Linked DNA regions of Canis lupus: region 1 is linked to region 2. The links are chromatin contacts, called in public Hi-C maps. All regions are on one chromosome and are shown on one strand. Each heading gives the region's core, a stretch centred on a gene start, on an enhancer-like site or on the middle of the called end of the contact. The rest is flanking DNA. Distances are from core to core; before and after follow the strand shown. Region 1 holds the start of SNX25 (sorting nexin-25). Region 2 holds the start of ANKRD37 (ankyrin repeat domain-containing protein 37).

Evidence for each region. Hi-C and Micro-C count contacts between places; a contact is called where the count stands out from the background.
Region 1: a contact with region 2 is called in a Hi-C map of blood, with 2.4 times the contacts expected there. The contact joins the promoter of SNX25 here to the promoter of ANKRD37 in region 2. A contact is called at or near these places in 3 of 9 Hi-C or Micro-C datasets (amygdala and blood).

What each region holds. Positions count from the first base shown.
Region 1 is chr16:46,338,071-46,343,724 of UU_Cfam_GSD_1.0, reverse strand. It overlaps SNX25 (sorting nexin-25), which reads left to right and starts at 3,356. Exons shown (of 19, transcript XM_038560394.1): 1 at 3,356-3,593. It overlaps CFAP97 (cilia- and flagella-associated protein 97), which reads right to left and starts at 3,090. Exons shown (of 5, transcript XM_038560398.1): 1 at 3,036-3,090.
Region 2 is chr16:46,160,263-46,165,688 of UU_Cfam_GSD_1.0, reverse strand. It overlaps ANKRD37 (ankyrin repeat domain-containing protein 37), which reads left to right and starts at 4,125. Exons shown (of 5, transcript XM_038560390.1): 1 at 4,125-4,333; 2 at 4,545-4,697. The coding sequence starts at 4,307.

The DNA of each region.
Region 1 (5,654 bases), core at 2,107-4,606, 180 kb before region 2:
CAGGCAGAGGGAGAAGCAGGCTCCATGCTGGGAACCCGACACGAGACTCGATCCCGGGACCCCAGGATCACGCCCTGGGCCAAAGGCAGGCGCGAAACCGCTGAGCCACCCAGGGATCCCCAAGAATTCTGAACTTTGAATTAACTTACGACCTTCTCCATCCTAAGCTGTGTCTGTGACCAAAACCCCTTTCCAAAGGGAGCAGTGAATTCCAAAAGTATTTCTGACACGGAGAGTAACAACTCTGGAAGTCACTAAACTTGAAATGTTTCCAGCATGACTCCTCTTTATTTGGCATATCAAGGCAAATTTTGTGATCCCTGATAACCTTGAGTGAGATCTATGTAAAGTTCCCTATGATAGTGCAGCAAAATAATGCAAGTGAGAGCTAATACCCTTCCCATACCATCACAATTCCACAACAATCCTCAAAGGAAAAATCTTACACCCTTACATTAGGGTTAAGACCAGCAATTTAATGGCTTGACAAAGTAGTTTATATCAAGTATGCCCCTTATGACTTCAAGCTTTAACAAATTTGTGAATTAAAAAAAAAAAAAAGATGGACAGTTTAAAATAAGAATTCAAAAGGTTCTGGATAAATGGAAAAGCAGCTAACATTCATATAGATTTTATTATGTGCCAAGCACTTTTCTAAGCACTTTTTCACTGATCAACTCGTTTACTGGTAACAACTTTGAAGTTAGAGACAAAGAAAGTGAAGCAGAGGTTTACTATATTCACGACCACATGGCTAGAAAGCAGTAGAGTCAGGATTTGAATCCAGTCAGCAAGCAGTCTGATTACCCTATATTGAAACAAGCAGAGGAAGATATGCCAAGAACCTAAATGGGGAGGTATACTCTGAAAAAGCTAAATAATAATACAATAATAGTGCAGACATGGAATGAGGGAAAGTGAGGAGGGAAGGTGCACTGAGGATCCCCGCTTAAAAGAAGGTTCACTGAAAAAAAGACTCAGGGCTTACCAAGTAGCAAAAGCATGGCTTAAAAATCAAAAGATTAAAATGCTCTTAAGTCACACCAGGATAGCAATATGCTGTCTTAAGGTAACATCAGCTTAGTCAAACTACTTCTTGAATGAAGCATTTAGTTCTAGGTGTTACGGTGAAGAGTCTAGAATCTAAGTCATGACCAATGGTTTACAGAACAAGGGATTCATTTATAGAACAAGAGATTCGAGGCATTCATAGCAAAAGTAATGGCTAAAAAAAAAGGGTGTACTCAGATATTCAAAGGATTGTGATACAAAAAAAAAAAAAAAATTAGAACTGTTATTTGTAGTTCCAGAGGTAGAACTTGCATCAACAGATACAACATATATGAAGGCTGTTCTTAAATTAACATGAGAATTGAACAAAACGGAATGGGGCTACTTCCTCATGTTGGGGCAAAAACTGAATGTCCACTTGCTGGGATGCTAGAGAGGGAGTTCACGCATTAGGAGGATAAGATTTCCCAAGCATAACATTTTACAAACTAGGTCTAAATCCCTGTTGGGATTTGACTATTTGTAAACCAAATGATTTCACATCCTTTCTTTGAAATCCATTTTTCAGAGTGAACGGTTTTGTGCCTAATCTCCTCACCAACTGGAACTCCTGGGATCTTGCTCATCTTCATATCCCCAGTGCCTAAAGTAGGATCTGACAAATACTAGACACTCAAAGAATGTTTACCTGATGCAGGAGTTTGGAGTTCAGGAGTTTGGCGTTCAGAGAGACTGAACTCTGGTTCTACTCTTTGCGCTATGTAAGCAGAAAAATCACTGCTTTTTCCTGAGCTAGTTTCTTTGACAGCTTCCCACAACTGTCCCCCACCGACCCCCCACTCCCACCCTCACCAGAATTAGCTATCCCCTTATCTGTATTTACATGGTTTGTGTAGTCCTCAACAGTTGTTAAGGACCCACTTCTCCTGTGGTGCCTAACACCTGGGAGACGTTTCAGGCATACTATCCGACAGACAGGGTTATTCTAAATATTTATGCACCCCAGTGCTTTAACCCAACTTAGGAAAAAATTATCCAACGATCCCATCCACTAAAGCAACCCTTCTGATAATTATTTCAAAGTCAGTGAGATCCAATTCACACTGGAAAATAAAAATAGGGACTTAATAAGAGCGTAAAGATTCTCTTCACAACCTATTGGGAAACGGTAAACACTAAGCGGTAGTTCCTTTAAGAACCCTTCTGGGGGCTCGACGAAAACGGGTATTTGTCAAAGCTGCCCCGGCGGCCCTTGGACACTCACCGTTTGGAGAGCTCCTGCACAGCCAGCAACAGAAACACTAACGCTTTTTTATGATACACCGGGGGTAACACACAAATAAGACTCTGGCTTTTTTTTTTTTTTTAAACTGTCAGTCCATTACAGTGACACTGCATCACTTCTGTAATCAGGCGCATAATACGGTTCGAACAAGGTAACTGGTTGGGTACCCGGAAATCTGGGCCCAAAATACACGTTTTCTCAGGAACTTGAGTCGAGGGTCGGTCCACCACCTCGTCCTGTCCTCGTCCCCATCACCACCCCCAGCTACACACACACACACACACACACACACACACCCGAGGTCGAGGTCACGAGTCAAGTCCGCGGACGCGGCGGCGCCACCACCTCCTGACCCCGGCCCGACCCCGGCCGCAGGCCCTGCGGGAACGCATCCCGGGGTAGGCCGGGCGGGTCCCGCGGCGGCGGCAGGGGCTGCGGGCGGCCCCACAGCCCGGGACCCCACCCTCGGCCGCGGGCTCCGCCGCCTCGGGTGGTCACTCACACCCGCCCCCACTCCCCGCCGCCCCCGGCGCGCTGACTGGGCCTCACAGCGGGCGGAGCCAGGGGCTGGGGTCCCGCCCGCCTCCCTCACCTCCCGCGCGGGCTTCCTCATACCGACCCCGAGTGCCCGCCGCCGCTGGGCTCCGGAGAAGGGGAAACGGATCCCGAAGCAGGCGAGGGTGGCGGCGGGCGCGGCGCGGGCGGGCGGGCCCCGGGGGGTTGCTCGCGCGCCGCTTACCTGGGCGCAGCGGCCGCCGCCGCCGCCTCCTCGCGCGCCGCCCGCAGCGTTCCAGGCGCACGCGCAGGCGCAGGCGCAGGCGCACTCAGTCTCTGCACGCGGCTCCCAGCGGCGCCGGGCTCGGGCTTCCGGGGGCGGGGAGAGCGGAGCGGGAGAGCCGGGCGCAGAGGGCGCGGGGGCCTGGCGCGCCGGCTCGGTGCGGCTCCGTGGGCTCCGCGCGGCGGGCGTCATAGAGCGCGGGGGGCTGCCGGCGGCCTGGAGCGCCTGCGGCGGGCCGGGAGCGGAAGGCGGAGGCCGGCGACGCCGGGGCGGGTGGGGTCGCGCGGAGAAGCGGGCCCCCGGGCCCTCGGATGCCCAGGGCACCGTCCACGCCTTCCTGCGACGGTCCCCGCCACTAGGGCAGTGACGGGGGCCCGGGACACTGGCGTTCAGCAGCTGGTGATTCCTTCCCCCAAACCACGACACTAGTGAGCGGGGCGGCTGTGACTGTGGTTCTGTCAGCAAAGATCGGATCCACGAGCCGGTCACACCCTAGTCCTCCGACCCCTGGCAAAGGAGGTGGGTGGTTAAGGCAACAAAGTGAACCTTAATACTGGAGATGCGATAAGGCTCTGGGCGGCGGGGGGGCGCCTGGGTGGCTCGGCCGGTTAAGCACCCTCCCCTCCCCTCCCCCATCCCTCCCCCCCCCCTCCCCCATCCCTCCCCCCCGCCTCCGACTCAGGACTTGGTCTCAGGTCAGGATCCCAGGGTCATGAGGTGGAGCCCCGGGGAGGCTCTGTGCGCCGAGAGTGGAAGCCTCCGCTTAGGATTCTCTCTAACTCCTCCTCCCTCTGCCCCTCTCTCACTTTCTCTCTCTTTCAAAAACAAACAAACCCCAAAACCAAAAGTTCCCAGCACTAGGGGAAAAACTGTAACTGTAGGGTGATGGACGTTCATTAGACTTACTGTGGTGTACATGTTATGTTTACCTAGATCATGTACATCCTAAATTTATATGCTGTTATATAGAAATCAATAAAGCTGTAGATTTTTTTTTAATTTTTTTAATTAAGAAAAGCAAGAGGTCAGAGTGATACAAGACGCCTTGAGCCAAGGACAGCAGGTGCCTTTGAAAGCCGACAAAGGCGAGAAAAGGTATTCTCCCTTGAAGCCTCCAGGAGAAATGGCAGCCCTGTCCATACCTTAATTTTAGACTTCTGACCTCCAGAACACAGAATAAGTTTGTGTTGTTTTAAACCACTGAGTTTGTAGTAATCTGTTATAGCAGCCATGGAAAACTAATACAATGGGTACTCAATACAGTTTTTACATGAAAGTACAAAGAAAGATAGGAACTAAGGTTTATCCATATCCTAGGGAGTGTCACTAAGGAATTGACTTTTTTGTTCTTGACAATATATTGTGTACTGTTTGCTTGTAACTACCAACAGGTACTCAGAATCATTTTGTTCTTTTTGTAGGCTAAAAGGATTTTACTAGATTCTGCTTAACTGCTGGCACCGTTTCCCAGGGATGATTGTCTACTCTGTGGTCAAAAGTTTGTTGTATGGGGACTCCCTGGGTGGGTCAGCAGTTCAGCATCTGCCTTTGGCCCAGGGCGTGATCCTGGAGACCCGGGATCCCTGCATGGAGCCTGCTTCTCCCTCTGCCTGTGTCTCTGCCTCTCTCTCTCCTCTGGGTCTTTCATGAATAAATAAATAAAATCTTTTTTTAAAAGTTGGTTATATGAAGGGTCTCAATAGACATTTCTCCAAAGAATATATGCAAATAGCCAAGAAGTGTATGAAAAGATGTTCAACATTACTAATCATTAGGGAGATGCAAACAAATGAGACCACTTTACACACATTAAGATGGCTATAATAAAAAGGCAGAAAATAAGAAAGATTGGCAAAAATGTGGAGAGATTGGAAACCTTGTGTATTGCTCGTGAGAATGTGAAATGGTACTACTTCTGTGGAAAACTATAGCAGTTCCTCAAATTGAACACAGAACTACCATATGACCCAGCAATTTCACTTCTGGGTATGTACCCAAAAGAATTGAAAGCAAAGTGTCAAAAAGGTATTTATACACTCATATTAGTAGTAGCATTATTCGCCAAAGCCGAAAGATGGAAACAACTTAAATGTCTATCAACAGATGGACAAAGAAAATGTATATTCATACAGGAATATTATTTAGCCATAAACAGGAATGAAGTTCTGATACATCATGCTACAACATGGATGAATCTTGAAAACATTATGCTAAGTGAAATAAGCCAGGCAAAAAGGGACAAATATGAGTTGATAAATAAGAAGTACCTAAAATAGACAAGTCATAGTAACAGAAGCTAAAAGTGTGGTGCCAGACTAGGTCAGCTGGAGGAATATGCAACTTTGATTTCAGGGTTGTGAGTTTGAGCCCTGCCTTGGGTGTAGAGATGGCTTAAAAGTGAAATCCTTAAAAAAAAAAAAAAGAAAAAAAGAAAAAGAAAAGAACAGAGGTTACCATGGGCTGGGGGATGGAGAAGAAAGGGGGAGTTCTTGTTTAATGCATACAGAGTTTTGGTATAGGATGATGAAAACGATCTGGATATGGATATTGGTGATGGATATACACAATGTGAATGTACCT
Region 2 (5,426 bases), core at 2,876-5,375:
TAATTTATCCTTATATACTTGGAAAGCATTTTTGAGACTTGATGATTTTGAAAGCACTGGGTTTAGTTTTCTTAGAAATCATAACTCTCACTATTTTACATTGTATAATACTTAATATTATTAGATATTAAAATAATCTTTATAGGTGGTGGAAGGAAAATTTAAAGTGATGTAAGGCTAAGTAACTCAACATTCTAGAAACTGCCTGGTACGACCTCCTGGTGATCAATGCAATCCATGGGCAGTGGGTTTTGCAGAGCAACTGAAGTATATTGGTCAATCAGAACAAAAAACTAAGACGTAACTGGTTTGGAATACTTTGTGAGATTTTTTTTTTAATTTTTTAAAAAAATTTTATTTATTTATTCATGAGAGAGAGACACACACACACACACACACACACACAGAGGCAGAGACACAGGCAGTGAGAGAAGCAGGTTCCATGCAGGGAGCCCAATGTGGGACTCCATCCTGGGTTTCCAGGATCAGGCCCTGGGCTGAAGGCAGGCGCTAAACCACTGAGCTACCCAGGGATCCCACTTTGTGAGATTTTTTTGTTCCTTGTTTGATTAAAACTAGCTTCACAAGGTTTTAGGTATCTTCTGTCATTACTGTATTTGGAAAGAGAGTTACTTAAAATTGAAACTAAATATTTGTATGAAAACAAAAACTTAATAGCCCTGGTCTACAGAAAGAAATAGAATACATAATAGGTTAAGTTGCCGTAAGCCCTTTTCCTAAAATAAACTTTGTATTTTAGAATAACTTGAGATTTGCAGAAAATTGCAAAGATAGTACAGAGAATTGCCCCACTCAATTTTCACTTTTTTGTTTTTTTGCCAAATTTTTATTTGAATATAGTTGATCTTATGCTAGTTTCAGGTGTACCACTTAGTGATTCAACTTCACTCAATGTTCCGTTGAATGAGAGTTTTCTATGGACCTCTAAGGACTTTTCTTGCATTAAAGAAGCCGATCTTAGTAACTTCAAAGCTACCAATGATGGCCAAAATTCTTTAAAATTTAGTTATAAGAATGGGGTATCTGGAGTCAAAGGGTCTGAGTTACAGCTCCACTTCTTAATAATGACAGTACCTTAGAGAAGTTATTGAACCTCCCTAAGCCTCAATTTCCTTTCCTGTAACATGGAGATGGAGCAGATAATAATACCTATCTATATTAATCTTGGGGCATAGCAAGTACTCAATGTCAATTTATCAAAATAAACTGGAGGAGACATTTAATATAATTTCTTATTTATAAATCTTTATTTTACATCGCTGCTCTATGTGTATCATATTCTGCAACCAGACTAGATTACACATAGTTCTCTTATTTATTTATTTTTTTCACCTAGTTCTCTTAACACTGGAAGGTATTTTATACTCCTTAGCAATACTCTTCCCTTCACGGACTACCTGGCAAACTTCTATTCACACTTCAAGACTCAGTTCACATTATCTTTCATTTATTTGGTCAGTCATCATCCAACATTTTTTTTTTTTTAAACATTCACTCTAAATAGCATCCTCCTTCTGGAGATACATCTACCAGCAAATTAAACATAAATAGAATTAACACTGCTTAGAAGACTGCCCGTTGAATATGCATCTTAGATCATTTTCCTCTTTAGAAAATTTCCCACATGCTACATGTTCAGTAATAACTCCAGCTGCTTGCTCATAAGATAGTATTTCTTCCCCAAATGTAATACTTCTATTTTTGTGCTCCACCAGTTTTGTTGTTTTTAGAAAGCTTTTAGGCCCATTACTAAGAGTAAACCAGATACTTAGCTGAGACATAATTTTTCTGAAACATTTGAGCAATGGACAAGCAGGAAGTGATTAAAAGGAGAAAAGCTTTAACAACTACTCGCAAAATTCCCTTTCCTTGTGAAACTTACATATTTAACAAGAAGTCAACAGTAATTACCAGACTTAACACCTGCTGCATAGAATCTTGTTTTAAATAAATTTGTAATATGGAGGCAGATTCACTGCACCAATATCCCATTGCACATGTTAACTGCAATATACGCTTAGAATTCTAATAATTTCTCTGATAATATCTTGCATCATTTAAGAATTCCTAAAGATGAATTCTAAAATTCAGTTTCATCTGTGCAAACCTGAAAATTTCATTATATGCTTTTTAAAAAAGTGCTTACCTAACTGATACATAAAAGGGAAATTGGCCATGTGATCATGTGTTCTCACGTATCTCTGACATTCTGCAAATACCGTAAGTTTTTTGAATAGTTTCAACATAAAAAAAAAAAAACCCTGAACACAAGCATGATTCTGTGTTTGAACCTAAATACACACACATACACTTATGTTCAGATATGCATACGAATAGGAATGTTGAAAACTACCCCTTGTACTTGAGGGCATGATCACTGGGTGTTATATGATGTTGGCAAATTGAAGTAAAAAAAAAAAAAATGAGTGGGAAAAATCAGAGAGGGTGACAAACCATGAGAGACTCCTAACTCTAGGAAAGGAACAAGGGGTAGTGGAAGGGGAGGTGGGCGGGGGGTGGGGGTGACTGGGTGACGGGCACTGAGGGGGGCACTTGGCGGGATGAGCACTGGGTGTTATGCTATATGTTTGCAAATCGAATGCCAACAAAAAATATACATTAAAAAATAAAATAAAATAAATTGATGACTAAGAAAAAAAAGAAAACTTGTTTTATGGCTTAATACGACATAAGCAAGATCCTGTAAGCAAAATTAGAACTAAAGGGCCAGTCACCCAGCTTGTCCCCTAAAAGCATAATAATAGACACCCTCTCTTTATCAGCCCTGCTCTCAAAGGTATCAGGAGTCAGAAGTAAAGCACTGACGACGTTTAAATAAAGGTTGGAGCTTTTAGTTTTTTTTCGGCGGGATTAATCTGAAAAAAGCGTTTAGGCAAGGGCAGTGCAGGGGTGATGGATGCCGTGGACGCTGCGGCCTGAAGTGGTCCAGAAGCACTGGCTGGAGCAGACCAGCCGGGAGCTCCGGGGAGCCACTGCCCCGCCCGCGCTGTGCCCTCCGCGCCCCCCCCCCGGACCAGCCCCTTCGGTCACAGACGCCCGCGGCCCGGTCCTCCCCCCCGGGGGCTCCTGGGGCCCACAGGTCCCTTCCCAGGCGGCCGAGGGGCGCGCTTCCACCTGTCGCCAGGAGGGGACGCGGTACTAGGTCGGCTCATTTCTCCGGATTTCCCAACAGGGGCCCGGTGTCCCCGAAAGGGCCCGATTTGAAAAATCATTTAGTTTTTTGGGGGAGGGCGGGGGTGGTCGGAGCAGTCGCGGGGGGCAAACCCATCACCTCCGTTCACATTAGCCAACCTCCCCGTCCCTCGCCGCCCCACCCGGCAGCCCCCGCTTTGCTCCCTCCAAGCCCAGGGCGTCGGGGACACGGGGGGGAGGGGGGGCGGAGCGGTCCCGGGGTCAAGCCCATCCCCCCACCACGTTAGCCCCTCTCCCCTCCCCCCGTCCCCCAGCTCCCCCCCTCCAAGCCCAGGGCGTCGGGGACACGGGGGAGGGGGGGCCGAGCGGTCCCGGGGTCAAGCCCATCCCCCCACCACGTTAGCCCCTCTCCCCTCCCCCCGTCCCCCAGCTCCCCCCCCCAGCTCCCCCCCTCCAAGCCCAGGGCGTCGGGGACAGGCGAGCGGTGGGGGGCGGGGGGAGATTTTGAACGTGACGCCAAAGCAGCTCTCCCTTCCTCGGGAGCCGGAGGGCGGGGGGCCCGGCGCCAGCTGCACGCTCGGCGGCTTCCCAAGGCGGCGCTGGCGCGGGGCTCTGGCTTCCTGGTTACGTGCGCGCCCGCGACTCCGGCTTCTCCGCGGGGACCAGAGGGCCGGGCCCGCTGCCGTGAGACGTGTCCAGCTCCGCGCGCCTCATGGCCGCCGCCCGACCCCGCCGCCCCGCGGCCTCGGCGGCGCACGCGCACGGGCGCCCCGCGGGGGTCACTCCGGGCCCCGCCCCGCGGTGGGCGGGGCTGCGCCTCCCGGCCGGCCAATCAGCGGGCGGCCCTGCGCCGGCCTCCCCCGCCGGCCTCCCCCGCCGGCCGGGCGGCGACACGTGCGGGTGTTTGCGTACGTGCGGCTCCCGCGGGGCGGGCAGGGCAGGGCTGGGCGCGCGGCGGGGCGCGGCGGGGCGCGGGCGGCGGCCGGGGGCGGGGGCGGGGGCGGCCCGCGGCCCGGGCAATCTAAATTCCCCGGCTCCGGGCCGGCCGCGCACTCGTACCTCCCGGCCCGCGGCGACCGCCCCGCCGCTCTGCACTGGCCCGGGGCCTCCGGTCCTCTGCGTCAGGCGGAAGATGCAGTTGCTGGACTGCAACCCGGAGGTGAGACGGCCCCTTCCCTGTCGGGCGGCCCGTGTGTCTGTCTGTCGGGGGCAGTAGCGAGGGGACTGGCGCCGAGCGCGGCCGGGTCAGGCCTCGGTTAGATCTGGGGCGTGGGGGCGTTCGTGCCGCCGCGGGCGAGGCGGGCGCGGGCGCGGGCGCGGGCGCGGGCGAGGCGGGCGCGGGAGCTGGAGCCGCGGTTCTGCCCCCGCAGGTGGATGGCGTGCAGCACCTGCTGGAGGCCGGGGCCTCGGTCAACGCGCCGCCGGACCCCTGCGAGCAGGCGCCTGTCCACTTGGCCGCGGGGGGCGGCCTTGCTTGCTTTCTTCTGTGGCAGCTGCAGAGCGGCGCTGACCTCAACCAGCAGGTAACTAGGGTACGGACCGAGGCCGCGAGCCCCCGCCCCCACGCACCGCCGCCCGGACGGCTGCCGGCGCCCCAGGGCTGCTGCCCTCGGCCTCCGTCAGCCCGTGGCCCAGGTGCCCGAGAGAAATACTCGAGCGAGACGCTTCCGTGGTGTGAGATTTTCTCGTGGCCACGTTAGGAAGGTGGAACAGGAAGCTAATGTTATGACTTAGGTCGATTTACCTAAATATTTCAATATGCAAGCAGTGTAAAAACCATTGCATATATCTTTTTTTTAAATTTATTTATTCATTCATGAAAGAGAGAGAGGCAGGCAGAGACACAGGCAGGCTCCATGCCGGGAGCCTGATGTGGGACCCGATCCAGGGCTCCAGGATCACGACCTGGGCCAAAGGCAGGCGCCAAACCGCTGAGCCACCCTGGGATCCCCCATCTTCCGTTTTCTTCTCAGACCTGCCTGGTATGTATGTTGCATTTACAGCCCATTTCAGCTCGGTCTGGCCACATTGGTCTGGCCACATTTCAGGTGCTCGTTAGGCATCGTACGGCTCCCGGCTGCCGCACTGCACAGCGCACACAGGTCTACAGTTATTTCAAAGGGAGCAGTTGCTACAGGACTAGGTTAAAAGGGTCAGTACAGTAATTACTTAAATAACGGTTGTGAGGCACACTCATAACCATGAGAGCTTTCTGCAGAACTTTACGATCTTATATTGAATTTAAAGTAGAG